Regions from separate parts of the Mus musculus genome. Here region 1 is linked to region 2. The links are chromatin contacts, called in public HiChIP or PLAC-seq maps. All regions are on one chromosome and are shown on one strand. Each heading gives the region's core, a stretch centred on a gene start, on an enhancer-like site or on the middle of the called end of the contact. The rest is flanking DNA. Distances are from core to core; before and after follow the strand shown.

What was found. HiChIP or PLAC-seq counts read pairs in DNA pulled down with a chosen protein or histone mark.
Region 1: a contact with region 2 is called in an H3K27ac HiChIP or PLAC-seq map of embryonic stem cells, with 3 times the contacts expected there. The contact joins the promoter of Denn2b here to the promoter of Adm in region 2. A contact is called at or near these places in 1 of 39 promoter capture datasets (the HPC-7 cell line), 5 of 484 Hi-C or Micro-C datasets (all in embryonic stem cells) and 3 of 115 datasets of contacts at active chromatin or transcription factors (embryonic stem cells and pancreatic cancer cells).

What each region holds. Positions count from the first base shown.
Region 1 is chr7:109,615,342-109,618,680 of GRCm38.p6, forward strand. Denn2b (DENN domain containing 2B) reads right to left here and starts at 1,806. Exons shown (of 20, transcript NM_001001326.1): 1 at 1,717-1,806.
Region 2 is chr7:110,626,193-110,629,598 of GRCm38.p6, forward strand. It overlaps Adm (adrenomedullin), which reads left to right and starts at 1,465. Exons shown (of 4, transcript NM_009627.2): 1 at 1,465-1,629; 2 at 2,065-2,184; 3 at 2,333-2,482; 4 at 2,670-3,406. The coding sequence starts at 2,087. The coding sequence ends at 2,976. It overlaps Gm28863 (a long non-coding RNA gene), which reads right to left. Exons shown (of 3, transcript XR_003946665.1): 2 at 543-2,223; 3 at 1-306.

The DNA of each region.
Region 1 (3,339 bases), core at 556-3,055, 1.0 Mb before region 2:
TGTAACATGGCTGAAGTGAAGTGCATTTCTTAAGGGGCTTTCCTGCAGGAGAGTCCGCAACTCTCATCTTTCTCTTAACATTATGGATGGCCTGACTACTTTAACACCTATAAAACTACCTTTCTGGAAGGCTTTCCTTTCCTAGACACGCTGTGTTTACCACACATCACTCCTCTGAAATTTAGGACAAGGCATGCATGACTGGACACTGTGTGTGCTGGGATTTGGTTAAAATAGGAGCAAAAGGGATCATACAGCATAGTCCTTCAAGTTCCCAGCTCCCCGTAGCTGTAGTGTTAAGACAGCTCTCTGCAACATCTGGATGAGACAGATATTTGCAAGTCCCCAAAACCCAAGAAAGTCCCCTCCACAACTCAAGAAACCCTGTGATGGGCATCATTAATGGGGAGGGGGTTGTTTCCTATTTCCAAAGCTACTTCATAGACAGTGCAAGGCCCCCGCTCAGATATTGTTGTGCCAGTCCCTCTGCCCTGTCAAGTGTCCCAGATGGACTTGAAACTCACTGCAGGCTCCTCTCTGAGCTTCATTAGCTACTTTGATTGTTGTTACAAGTCAGACATAGCAGCATGGAGATAAGAGAGCACGAGGTAAAACCGACCAAGCTGCTCAAAAGTTTCCACATAAGAACTTCAACAGTGCTAGAGCGATGAGAACTCATTTTCCTATAAAAGAACCTTCCTGTGAAAATATCCAGTGGCTTTGTGCTAAATAAAAGCAGAGTGAAGCCTAAACATCTCCGATTCAGCCAGAGTGAGATTAGCTAGATTTGCAAAGTCAAGAAAATTGGCAGTTTCCCTCCTCCTCCCGGAGCTAATAGAATCCAACTGTTGGAGTATGACATCATTCTCGACCCCCAAACTCTGAAGTGAAGAGCACAGACACTGGCCTGCCATAAACAGCCCGACTCAAAGCAAGGGGCTCAGAGGTGCCCTTACCTGGTAGTCCGGGTGATTTCTTGCCCACTCCATTCTCCACAGAGGCTGGCTCACACCACAGTCGCTTAGGGAGCCCAGGGCCCCCAGATCCACTGGCTTAAGCTCCAGTACCTGCTGCGAACTTCCCACAGCTCCTTCCTCTGACCTTTCAAGACACTCCTTCCAGCCAAGTGAGCAGAGCTAGCGCAGCTAGCCAGTCAGGCTGGTTGTCATGGAGACCTGTCCTAGGCTGCACACACGCTTGCAGGCTTGCTCTCACTCAGCTAGGCGCTCTCCCTCAACCCGGTGTCCCAGGAGCGAGCTAGCACGCGCACGTTTATGCGTGCGCGTGCTTCTACACATTCTCTGAGTTCTAGCCGGCCTTGAAACAGCGCGGTCTTTTGATCGGCTCAGTTTATGCATGCATTCCACTCCTCCTACCTCCCTTCCAGTCAACCAGGAGCCCAGGTCTGTTCCTGGGAACTTGCTGCAACAACCCAGAGGGGAGAAGGGTGAGGACAGTGAGTGGACTTGTTTTCCTCCCCTCTAGTGTCTCAGCTTTTATAACTTGGAAGAATCCCTGCCAAAGGGGAGGGAGCTAGCTGAAGGCTTGGAGGGGAAGCAAGCACTTCCTCTGGGTCCTGCAGCAGCAGCGGAATGAGGAGGGACCCTGATGCGTGCTGCCTCAACTTGTTTGTTCGCTTGGGATTTTTCAGGAGCATTTGGGGCAGAAACACAGTTCACATCCTAGAAGCTGGCCTAGACTGGCCTCTCTGGTTACCTTGTTGACTGTTCAGGTCCTGGAGACAGCTTTTAGCCAGTACAGGGTCCCATGGTACTAGTGCCAGAGCCCAAGCAGTCTCTTGTCTTCCTGCAAAGGAGAAGAAACAAACTAGATCAGGATTAGGAGGAACACTGTTTAAGTCTACAGTCAGAGCCAGGACATCAAACACAATGCAAACAGCCTCCTCTCTGAACAAAAGATCCACAGCCCAGGCCTCCAATGAGAAACTGTACAAGTGCCAGGGCCGTACCTGGGACACAGAAGGCCCTTTTAGTAGCCCTATGTATACTTTTGCTTGGATGCTGCCTAACCCTCTCAAAATAGATGTACTAGTTTGTTTGATGCTCTTAACACACTGGTCAGATAGGTTTGCTACCATTTTATAGATGGGATCACTGAGGCCCAGAGAGATCAGATACTTGATCCACACTTACCTAACTAGTTAGGAACTGAGAGTAGAGACAAGTCAAGGGTCTCCTAGTCCTTTATGTTTTGCTATAAAGTACACAGAAGCCTGATCTTGAAAACCAGCTCATTTTCTAAGAACCACAAGTGTGGGCCTCCAAGGGAAAGTGAAGACTCTATCTAAGTCCTGTTAAGGTAAATCTATCTGCCACCCTTCTAGCCCAAAGATTTAATGACCGATAACATCTATGACATGCACAATATCTGCTGCAAACTAGAGAAAAAATGCCCTGCCCTACCCCCAAGTACTATCTTACATCTTCCCAAAATAACCTCCCAAATCCTGGTTCATTTTTTTCTCTGACAGAGTAGTCCTAAAAGTTACGACTGGTGTTATATTAATTTAACACATTTTAAAAATGTATCTAAAGTAAAGTTAAATTACTTGCTCCCATTTACTGAACCAGGAAATGAGAGATCCAAAACCAGTGTCCAAGCCTTTCAACTTTCTGGCATACATTAAGCAGAACAGTTGCCAAGAATACCAGAGCTAGAGTCACAAGACCTTAGCAGTGCCTGACCTCATCGCCAACTGGCCACCTGTCACTGAGCCAGCCTCCTCCCGACTTTCTACTTTCTATGAATATATCTCATACTGGGGTGGCAGAGGACTAGGGTGTGAGGTGCAGTGTCAAGGTGCTATTAGTCAAAAACACTTCAAATTAGGCACTCAGCTCTCATCCACCACCCCCCAATTGTTAGTACCTCTCCTCCACCAATCTAGTAGATATATTTTTCAAGTAGAACTCGGGGTTGGTAAATGGATTGACTGCATGTGGGAAGGTGGAGGCTGATGAGGATGAAGACAATGAGGCTCAAGGAGGCCATTCTCCAATGCTGCTCCTCAAAATAATGCTGGGGGAGGGGTGGGGGGGCCCTGATGGAATCTGTAACGCTTATCCCTTGCAGAATTCCTTGTGATGTTGACTCACCTTCAGTATGCTACAAAATTCCCAAAACCAGACTTTGGTTGACTTGAATTTAACTCACAAATATATGCTGAAGATAATACACAAAAACACGACATAAAACCCAAGTAGAAATGGCAGACTACTACAGATCCTTAAGTAGTGATAAGCCCAGAATCCCCACATCTGCATAGGAATTCAGTATCACTAAAGCTCTGTTTCTCTTTCCTCTTAAACACAGCAAATT
Region 2 (3,406 bases), core at 215-2,714:
GGTGCAATGTCCATGGTTGTCTGGAGGGTGACAAACGGGCTGAACCAGCAGTGCTTAGCATAGTCTGCGCTGTGAGCAAGGTCCGCGGGACAGGAATGCCTAGTCGGTTTTGCTCTTGGTCTAACACTTAGAGGCAGATAAGGTAGGACACTGGGAGATCTGCCGGGGTCGCCAGGAAGAGGACATGAGTTGTCTGTGTCCACATCACCAGGGCTGGGGGCTAGGAGCTGTCGTAGGTCATGTCTTTAGCTTCGGGACCTTCCGGGAGACCTGCATGCGGAGCTACGCCTGTCGCCCAGTTTGGCCCTAGAAGGGAAGAAAGTGAACTCACGGATCTGTGAAGAGCACCAGCCCGTGGCAAACGTGTTCGAACTGATTCATCGTGAATTAGCACATATCTCTGGGCTAGGCGGGGGCCGGCATTCTCCCCCCACCTGATGAGAATGGTGACCCCAGCCAGAAAACCGAGCCGCTGTGCCCCAGTCTTTTGAGTCCAGACTCTACAGCTTCCCACCTTTAGTGTGACTGGGCAATAGACTTACCCTTTCGGCACTTCACTTTAATTCAAGAGAACACCAGCTCGGGAGTGTAGAGATCAAAAGCGATTGGGATCTGGCTGGGATTTGTCAACTGTAAAGTGATTAACATATGTGAGGCATTAGTGTGCTCCCAGTCAGTCAATCCTCACGTTTATGATGGATGAATGAAGGCAGTCAGGTCAACTCGCAGGTCATAGCCTTATAAGGGATAATAGTATCACAAGGAAGAAAACAAAACTATCTCTCTTCCTAATTTTGGCTATTCCTGTATTTCCAAATAGGAATGTGAGTTCTGAATTTTCAGATAACTACCCTCTCCAAACCCCAATTTCCAATTCAGCTGTTCCCAGTTCTGCCCTTATTACGAAATCCGTACTGGCTAGTCTATCGAGAAACCCCTCAGTCCCAGTCACTGGAGACTGAGCCTCTCCCTTCCAGGTGTACCCTGCGGGCACAGATGGGGGTCGAGGCTCAGTCAGGTGCTAAGCCGGCAGGGGGCGCGGTCCATTTGAGGTCACAGCTCCCCAAGTCCGGGGTTTTGGTTATCCATGTGTCCCACCCGTCTCCCGGTTCTTGCAGCACTGTCCAGGAAGCTCAGATCAGCACTCTGGGTTGTACACATTATGGGCAAAGGATTCACCCCACCCGAGTTGTTCTGGTTCCCCTTCCCTTCTCACTGTTTGAACTCTATGCTGGGAAATTAGGGCAAGGGAAGTCCTGCTCCAGTCTAATCTCTCAGAGCGGATCTCTGAGATGTCTAGCCACAGGGGACCTCTTACCCCTACCCCCCATACCCACAGGCAAGCTGCAGGGCAGGTCTGGTTTTAGAAGCAAGCACGCTGGAGAGGGAGGACTCCAGGGCAAATCTGACCACGCCCACCGTCCGCCCCTGAGCGCTTATAAGACGCTGGAGCTGGTGCTCACTAGTCAGTGGTTTCTTGGTGACACTAGACAGAGCAACTCCAGCGTTACCGCTCCCGCTCCTGGTTTCTCGGCTTCTCATCGCAGTCAATCTTGGACTTTGGGGTTTTGCTACTGTCAGAAGGACTTCTTTCTGCTTCAAGTGCTTGACAACGCACCCCTTTATCAGGTAGGAACCGCTGGCCTCCAGCATGTTAGGGAGGGGGACGGCTTTGCCAAAGCCCCAAAACTTGCAGAGCTGGACAAGGGGGAACAACCCACTTTAGGGTATCCAATGTAGAGAACACCTCATTGCCCAGGTCTAGCTCATGCGCACAGCTGGAGCTCTCTTGAGATCCCCCCTCCTCCTTGGGCTGAGATCCTGGGACTTTAGTTGGAAACCTCTGGAAGCCTGGCACTTCTCAATGGCTTCCTTTGCCTTGCTTGTCACCCACCCGGCCAGCGCAAAAATCTCCGGTGTTTCTCTGCGCCAGTGGGGGAGATAAGCAGCTGAGCCAGGAAGAGCGCTGCCAAGCGGCTCCCCGTCCTGCCGCCACCCTTCGCGTGCTGACGGGATCGTGCTGCTGGCCCGGTTGCTCACACTCGGTGTCTTGTTCCTTTCCAGGGTATCAGAGCATCGCCACAGAATGAAGCTGGTTTCCATCACCCTGATGTTATTGGGTTCACTCGCTTTCCTAGGCGCGGACACTGCAGGGCCAGATACTCCTTCGCAGTTCCGAAAGAAGTGAGTTTGGGCCGTGCTTTCTTTCTTCACTTTGAATACCTGGCAATGAGAGAAAACTGAGAGATGGTCTGGAGGTGTTACAAAGGGAGTGGAGCTGGCTGGGACATCACTTGAACTTAGGCCAAACGCATCTGCTTGTGTTTTCTAGGTGGAATAAGTGGGCGCTAAGTCGTGGGAAGAGGGAACTACAAGCATCCAGCAGCTACCCTACGGGACTCGCTGATGAGACGACAGTTCCTACCCAGACTCTTGATCCATTCCTGGACGAGCAGAACACAACTGGCCCCCTACAAGCCAGGTAACTATGCTCTCTGCAGAGGATGTGCCCTCTCCACTACTCTGACCCTGGGGATTGTCCTGGCTGCACTGCAGCTGAGGCTCCGGCGGAGGGAACGGGTTCCAGGTCCCTCGGGTACTGCATGGCTCCGGTCCCAGGTGGTTGGGACCAAAGCCCCGGTTGATGAGGTGTCCTTCCTTCTTCACAGCAATCAGAGCGAAGCCCACATTCGTGTCAAACGCTACCGCCAGAGCATGAACCAGGGTTCCCGCAGCAATGGATGCCGCTTCGGGACCTGCACATTTCAGAAATTGGCCCACCAGATCTACCAGCTAACAGACAAAGACAAGGACGGCATGGCTCCCAGAAACAAGATCAGCCCTCAAGGCTATGGCCGCCGGCGCCGGCGTTCCCTGCTGGAGGTCCTCCGGTCCCGGACTGTGGAGTCCTCCCAGGAGCAGACACACACAGCCCCAGGCCCCTGGGCGCACATCTCCAGACTCTTTAGGATATAGGTGCGGGTGACAGCATTGAACAGTCGGGCGAGTATCCCGTTGGCGCCTGCGGAATCAGAGAACTTCGCACCGGGGCGGACTGAGACAATCCTGCAGAGATCTGCCTGGCTGCCCCTAGGGGAGGCAGAGGAACCCAAGACCAAGCCAGGCTCATGCCAGAAACCGAGACTTACAGGCTGATACTCTCCGGGCAGGGGTCTGAGCCACTGCCTTGCCCGCTCATAAACTGGTTTCTCACGGGGCATAAGCCTCATTACTACTTGAACTTTCCAAAACCTAGCGAGGAACGTGCAATGCTTGTTGTCCAGCCAAAGGTAACTATAGTATTTAAGTTTGTTGCTGTCAAGGTTTTTTTTTTTGTAACTTCAAATATATAGAGATATTTTTGTACGTTATATATTGTATTAAGGGCATTTTAAAGTGATTATAT